Regions from separate parts of the Neogale vison genome. Here region 2 is linked to region 1. A link is a contact called in public Hi-C data. All regions are on one chromosome and are shown on one strand. Each heading gives the region's core, a stretch centred on a gene start, on an enhancer-like site or on the middle of the called end of the contact. The rest is flanking DNA. Distances are from core to core; before and after follow the strand shown.

Evidence for each region. A called contact is a pair of places that touch in the nucleus more often than the background predicts.
Region 2: a contact with region 1 is called in a Hi-C map of fibroblasts, with 4 times the contacts expected there. The contact joins two enhancer-like sites. A contact is called at or near these places in 2 of 3 Hi-C or Micro-C datasets (fibroblasts and muscle).

Annotation. Positions count from the first base shown.
Region 1 is chr3:229,099,805-229,103,598 of ASM_NN_V1, forward strand. No RefSeq gene overlaps it. Among named protein-coding and RNA genes, the nearest start is that of SPRING1, 110 kb to the left of the region's middle. Within about 2 kb of position 1,932, the one cell type or tissue checked has open chromatin away from gene starts, as enhancers often do. A contact at or near this core is called in fibroblasts, where this site is marked.
Region 2 is chr3:229,204,459-229,208,252 of ASM_NN_V1, forward strand. No RefSeq gene overlaps it. Among named protein-coding and RNA genes, the nearest start is that of MED13L, 140 kb to the right of the region's middle. Within about 2 kb of position 1,748, the one cell type or tissue checked has open chromatin away from gene starts, as enhancers often do. A contact at or near this core is called in fibroblasts, where this site is marked.

The DNA.
Region 1 (3,794 bases), core at 682-3,181:
TGGCATTTATACCTCTTGTGGCTGCCCGAATTCTCTTTCTGGACATGTTCCTTCCTTGCTTATAAGTGCTTTGTGGCTCTCCAGGGCCCACCGAATAAAGGTCTCCTTATGGTGTTCAAGCTTGCTTGCTTGAACCTGGCTTCCTGATGTCACCTGATCCTCCACTGTCCTGCCAGGTGTCCCATTAGCTCGTTGCCTTCCTGGAGACCTACTGAGTGTTATTCTCTCTCCCTGGGCTAGAGAAGGAGCTTTCCTATAAGGAGACCCATTTCTTGGAGGGTGTTCAACTTGTGTCAGTAGCAGAAGAGCTCGTGAGCCCAGCCTTTTTATCGTAAAGCTCACCTGAGTCCCCTCGTGAATTGGGGCTTGGCGTAAGGCCACCGCTTTGTGTCAGGAGGGAGCCCACTTGTCCCAGAGAGCCCCGAGAGCCTTTGGAGGAAAATGGCAAAGCCACTGGATACAGGAAACCACCCCACATGAAAATAAAGACTCCTTCCTTCCTGTTGGACGTACATTACTTGGCAGATCCCCTGCTCTCTGATCAATAGGTAAGACAGGAATCATGCCCATCTGACAGGAGGAAAAACTGAGGTCTGAGGCAGAGGGCCCCAGACACAAAAAGAAAGTTTTCTGGACAAAGAGAAGGCAGCCGCGATGTCTCACGGCACATCGGGGACTAGACAGTAACTAATCGAAGTGTCCTGACCTATGTTCTCTGGTGGTCTCTTTCATTGATTCCTCAGGTATTTATTAAAAGCTTATTATGTGTCAGGCAGAGTGTTCCTCTCATAATAATGATTGTATTATGGCTAGACCGTGGGGGACTGGACTCGCTGCAATCCCTCTACTAAATGCTGTATGTACCCTCATTTTAGTGCTCCTGGTAACCCACTGGGGCATGGTTACTATTACTGTCTCCAGGGACAGGTGAGTAACAGAGATAGAGGAGGGAGAAGCAGCCCTCTCAAGGTCGCTTAGCTCATCAGCAGGGGCTTTGCTGAGGTTTTTTCCTGGGTGCTTTTTCCTGGGTGCGGGTGTGGCCTTGGTGGGGCTCTCACTTTCGGAAGGAGAGACGCGGGCCATTTTTCCAAGGTCCGCCCTTTGCCTCCAAGATTCGCCACGCTGCCCCTGCCCAATGAGCGACATTGCAATGAGGAGAGAAAGGAAGACAATGTTGCCGAAGCATCTTCCGTGGGCCGGGTGCTTCATTTGTTTTCCATACCACCTGGCGAAGGAGCTGTAGTTGGGCCAGAAGAAACTGAGGCTTGTGGGGCTGGCACAGCTAGAGCTTCACAGCTGGTTTTTGGGGAGTGGAGACCCAGCCTCGGGTGGTGATGTCGCACGACTTGCTTTATCCACCAGGCAGCCATGGCTGTCCCAGGGCACGGCGATGGGGAGAGAGTTTGCCGGGAGTCTTCAGGCCACACGAAAACCGCAGGAGCGGTTCTCTTACGGCTTGATACGTGATCTTAAGCACAGACTCTTGGGGCAGGAGCCAGAAAGCCACTCTCCCACCCATTGTAAGTTCAGGAACGTGGGGAGAGGACCCAGGACTGGTCCCAGCGGAGCCCCGCTGCCCACGATGGGCAGCAGGTGGCGCTGTGGCCCCGGTTTAGCAAGGGCAGCGGGAAGGTGGAAAGGAGGTGGGGGGGGGACCCAGAAAGAAAAACTAGTGGAAAACAAGGATTTAAAAGAAGAACAATTTGTTCCAAAACATTTGCCTTGTAACGGGGTCATCTATAAATTCTGGGATTTCCTGTTTGCTGCTGGGCAGGCTGGCCGGCAGGCAGACCGTTCTCCTCTCCACAGTCTGGAAGAATCATTTCAGCCCCACTCACGAGCTCCCGCCTCCCCTGGCCCAGATTGGCTCTGAAATTTCCCGGCTTTTGTGCCCGTAAGCAGGATCCTGTGACAGCAGGTCTCCTTGAGCTGTGCTCCAGTTTCCGCTGGGTGGGAGGAGGAGCGAGATCGTGGTCTTTTTCAAAGAAGAGACTATATTTGCAATCTCCCTGTACTCGCTGTGCTACCGGGCTTGTTTTGAGTCAGAAGTGAGAGAAAAGAATTTTAAAATGAACGAGACAGAGGCGGACCTGTTATTTTTATTTTCCATAGTTACGATTTTCTGCATGTGTGGTGAGAAGACTGAAGTTCTACGCTCTTAGTATCAAGTATACAACATAATATTGTTAGCTGCGGTCACCGTGCTGTCTGTTAGATGCCCAGAACTTGCTCAGCTTCTTGCTGGGAGTTTGTGTTCTTTGACCAACACATCCCCATTTCTCCGGTCCTCCCCGCTGCTGGCAACCACCGTCCTCCCTTCTGCTTCTGCGAGACCGACTTTTTAAAATTCCACATATAAGTGATACTCTGCAGTATTTGTGTTTCTGTGTCTGGCTTATGTCACTTTAGCATAATGGTCTCCAGGTTCATGTTATTGCAAATGGCAGGATTTCCTTCTTTTTTTTATGGTTGAATAACATTCCATTGTGTGTATATACCACATCTTCTTTGTCCATTCATCTGTCAGTGGACACTTAAGTTGTTTCCAGGTCTTGGCTATTGTGAATACTGTTTCAGTGATCATGGAGGTGCAGGTACTGCTTCGACATCGTGATTTCATTTCCTTTGGATATATACCCAGAAGTGGGATTGCTACATTGTATGGTGGTTGCATTTTTAAAGTTTTCTGAGGAAGGAGGTGTCTCCTTTAAAGAGAAGAGAACTGTTCTAGTTAATATGGGGATGGAAACGTCATTGGAAGAGACAAAACCCTTTTTATCAGCCCATAGAACTTGAACCAAGTACAAAGCCCCAAACATTGATGAATAAATGGCTACAAAAAAGTATCCATCCATCTGTCCATCCATCCCCCATCCATCTATCCATCCATCCATCTGTCCATCCATCCACCATCCATCCATCCATCTACCCACCCATCCATCCATCCATCTGTCCATCTGTCCATCCATCCGTCTATCCATCCATCCATCCATCTGTCCATTCATCCATCTGTCCATCCATCCATCCATCCATCTGTCCATTCGTCCGTCCATCCATCCATCCATCCATCTGTCCACCTATCCATCCATCCCCCCATCTGTCCATCTGTCCATCTGTCCATCCACCCATGCATTTATTCAATTATTCACTCATTCATTCAGCAGACAGTTATGGAGAACCTACAGTATGCTTGTACCTTGTCTTATTTTAGTCTGAGGCTAAGCCTAGACCATCTCTGTAGTCTCCTCCTGCGGCCAGTGGCATGTGGAGGGCATGTGAGTACCATCTGGAGATGGATCCAGAAGGTGGGCTCAGGATTCCTGGACAACAGCTGTTGGGACCTTTAACGAGGATTGCAACATATTTGGCCAGGGTGAGGGGTACAGTATGTGGCTGCAACCAGAGTTTTTCTCTGAATAAGTCAAACGAGCCTGTCTGGGATCAACTCCACGAGGGCTGGACAATCTGGTCCCAGCAAATTAAAACAACATGGGCACCAGCCAGCTACATTTTTGAAAACAGTATTTTTGTTGTTTTAATCAAGGACGCCACCCCTGTCCCCTGCCCTCGACAAGCTCTGAATGGAAATGGGGCAGAGTTTATAAGAAAATAAAAACAATTGGTTATTCCAGCCCACGCTCTTTTTCCTTCTCATGAGTCTCACAAATGAAGCGCCTTTCTGTCCCTCATTTTACCCTCCTGTCCACAGGCTTGGCAGGATTGATGAGCCTGTGGCAAGACAGTGTCTTCAGTGACACAGAGCAAAGAAGCTCTTTCCACGTGTGTAGCTGAAG
Region 2 (3,794 bases), core at 498-2,997, 100 kb after region 1:
AAAGTCCAGTGCAACACCTGACGCGTAGAAGGGCACAGCTTGGGGACACTGAGCCCCACCTTCAATAGTGATAATAGCGGTCACAACTCCCTGGCTCTGGGGGAAGGGGTGCTGCTTTGTCACCATCAGCTTCGCCACAGCCCTGCAACACAAGTGCTGGCAAGTTAGTCCCTGGCACATAGAAAGTCCCGTGTAGATGTCTGCTGAGATGATAATAATAGGGGTCCATGGATGATTTCAACAAGGGAGAAAATAAGAGGGAGGAATTTGGGTAAAAGAAAGAAAAGCCAAGGTGGTTTAGAGCCCCAGTGGTTGTCCATCAGGGATGATTCCCCCGGGGGAACACTGGGCAATGTCTGGAGACATTTTGGGGTGTCCCAGTTTGTAGGGAGAGGGCCTGCAGCATCTAGAGGGCCGAGGCCAAGGGTTGTTCAATACCCTGCAATGCACAGGACAGGTCCCACCCAAAGAACTATCCAGCCCCATGTCAATAAGTCTGAGTCAGAAAAATCTGGCTTCAGGTTAAAAATGGGGGCTGATGCAGAACACAGTACGGGTTGTCCAGAGGAGGCTGTGGATCAGATGGGGGCCTGGGCTGGCCCACGTCTGGAAGAACCTCCCCCATTCCCCCTCCCCCCTTCACTCTCCAACCAAACAGGCATCCTCCTCTGCTGATCAGCTATGTGGCGGGGGGCCATGGCACAGAAGGGGCTGGCGGGGAGGGATGGAGGTCACCCAAATGTCTGCGGGCCCCGGCAGACGGTGGCCCACAGCGCCGAATGCTCCAGCTGCATGTCCAGCTCCCGAATCATAGACCCAACGTGTCCCTCGAGTGGGTGCCCCCCATACCGATGCGCCTCTTGCCCCTGGGAGCCCCCAGCCTGGAGATATGGGTGCCTTGCCACTCAACCCGCAGATCACAAAGCCCAGTCTTCTGAGTCAGAAATGTTGATCCGTTTCAGTAACATGAGCCCAGGGGAAGGAAGAGAGGAAAGTGAGCAAGAGAGGCAGTGAGTCAAAAACCGTGAAGCTCACTGAGACAGAGACTGGGAGAGACAGACACTCTCAGCAGGAGGAGAACCACCGAGAAAGAACAACACAGAGAGGCTGAGACTAGGAGATTGAGACCGAGATGGAAGGAGACCGAGTAGCAGAGAAACACGGAGAAACCAGAGGCTGAGAGCCAGATGGATCGATATCAGCAAAAAGAAAAAGATCAAGACAGAGCAAAAGAAAGATTGAGTAGAAGACAAGACGGAGAGAGTGAGCAAGAGAAATACTTTACTTCCCCCCAAACCCCGTGGTCCAGAGCCCAGAAACTCTCCAAGGCTTTGCCGTATTTTAGCCACGAAACCGGGAAGTTGGGGCGGTTCTCTCGCTGCAGGTCTGGGACGAGCAAGCCTTGTTCGCGTTATTGCTGGCATCCCCGAACTGGACATCAGCCAACAGGAAATTCCTGGGAGAAATCTTTCCACTCCGAGTCTTTTAAAACTTTTTATTTATTTATTTTAATTCCCCCCCCCCTTTTTTTTTCCTCCAAGGACGAACACAAATGCGTTAAGAGGGAGAGGGGGAAGAAAGGAACAAAGAAAAAGAAATGATCCACCTGGTATAAGAAAAACTTATCTGGCAGCAGCCCCAGCCAGGCCAGGGGAAGCGCGGGGCCCATTGTGTCCGCAGCGTCCATTCTTCCTCTGGAAGGATTTATGACCTCACACTCCCATGACATCACAATGCGTTGCCATGGCCCCCGCTTTATTATCGTAAACAAAGAGCTGTTCCTTGGGACACTGGCTGGCTGAGCAGGAGGGGGAGAAAGAAGCCTCTGTGTCATGTGTTTTCTTGGGAAGGCAGCTTGTTCGGAAGTCTGAAAAGCTGCAAAAAGAGTTGTATGCACGGTTCCCTCTGGGTAGCCTCTGGACGAGTTTAGGATGGGGACAGAGGAATGAAGTCAGCTTCCCGCTAGAGGACCCTCCGGCTCAGCGTGTTCTCACTGCCAAAGAGCAGCTTCCCTGGGCAGCCCTCACTGCTCCAAGAAAGGTTCTCAAAATACCCTGAGTGCCTACTACGTGCTAGGCGCTGACAGAGCTGGTTTATAGAAGAGTAAAGCACACAGGCGGGGGCCCTGCCTCTGGCAGAAACTGCCAGTAAGTCAAAAGGAATGTGTAAAATCATAATTTGGATTAAGGGTGCTCCAGGAAGCAAGCAGGAAATGAGGATGTGAAGAATGGTGGGGGAGGGTACCGACTTAGATGAAAAATCTAGGAGGGCTGCCCTGAGGAGGTGATGTTTTCAGACAAGACCTGAAGGAAGAGAAGGAAGGGGTCAGCCGTGAAGAGTGAGAGCAGATGACAGGAACTGAGCAAGGACAGATCATGCCAAGCTGTGACTGTTTTCAGTTCCCAACAGGGGTCACTTCCCACATATTTTATGGTGGTTTTTTTTTGTTTGTTTTGTTTTCCTGACTTTCTTTTTTCTGACAACTAACTTCATTAGGAGGGCTTGTAAAGAGGAGCCATTTTTGCTGAATCCGAGTTAGTAAGACCTCTGGACCCTGCCACCACAATGCCAGCAAACAGCCATTTCCAGCTTACAGGGAGCTTTGCACAACTATCAGCCTGGCAACTTGGTGAAAACAAATTAGCCAGGAGCAGAAACACCTGTAGGACCCGAGCCTGCTCTCCCTGGCTGAGTCATTGTGCAAGAAGCAGGTGATGCTCTTAAGCTACCGAAAGGAGAGGAGAGAGGGCGCAGGAAGGGAGGGAGGGCAGCCTATGGGCACTGCCGGCTGGCCAGGAGACCAGATGGACAGGCAGGCAAGCCATCCCCGCCCCTCTCAGGAGATGGACCTTGAAGAAACTGGGATCTTGGAGATTGAACAGAATGAGGGGGCACCTGGGTGGCTCATTGGGTTAAAGCCTCTGCCTTTGGTTCAGGTCATGATCCCAGGGTCCTGGGATTGAGCCCTGCATCGGGCTCTCTGCTCAGCAGGGAGCCTGCTTCTGAACTCTCTCTCTCTGCCTTCCACTCTGCCTACTTTTGATCGCTCTCTCTGTCAAATAAATAAATAATATCTTAAAAAAAAAAACAAAAAAACAAAAACTAGAAGAGAATGAGATCCTCCAAATCATCAGCCCAGCAATGGGGACATAGACACAGAGGTAACACAGGACGTTAGGTGCAGAGTTCTGCCCCTCAGTTGCTCTATGACCCTGGGGGAGCTCACTTCGCATTTCTGAGCCCCCAGCCCCAGTGTAAAACGAGCAGAATGTACAGAAGCCCTGAGCACAGCTGCAAGACAGTCACTCTTCCCCACTCCTGCTTTCCCAAGGACACATTTATGAAACCCGTCTAGGCACTGTGCTTCCGACTTCCCATACATTCAGCTCATTTCATACCCAGGGAAGCCCTAACTAGTAGTTGTGGTGGTCCCCATTTTGCAGATAAGGAGATAGAGGCCAAGAGAGGTGGAGTAACGGGCCCAAGGCCCCAGGGTCAGATCCCTACCCTGATCCCTACCCTGACTTTAAACAGAGCCCATGTTCTCAACCACTGAAGCTTGGCCTGTGGGGCGCACAGCTACAGTGGGGGTGGGGGGGTGGGGGGGTGAAATGTGGCAACGGGGACAGGGGAGGGCTGACACCATGGCTGCCCAAATGGTGCTGAGTCTCGGACACGGAGCTAGGAAGGTGTGAAGTCTGCAGAGCTGTGACAGCCAGCTTGCAGGCCAGCAAGAATACTGGCATAGCAGAGACCCACAGGACAGCAGGGAGGGGAGGACATGGCCCAGAGGA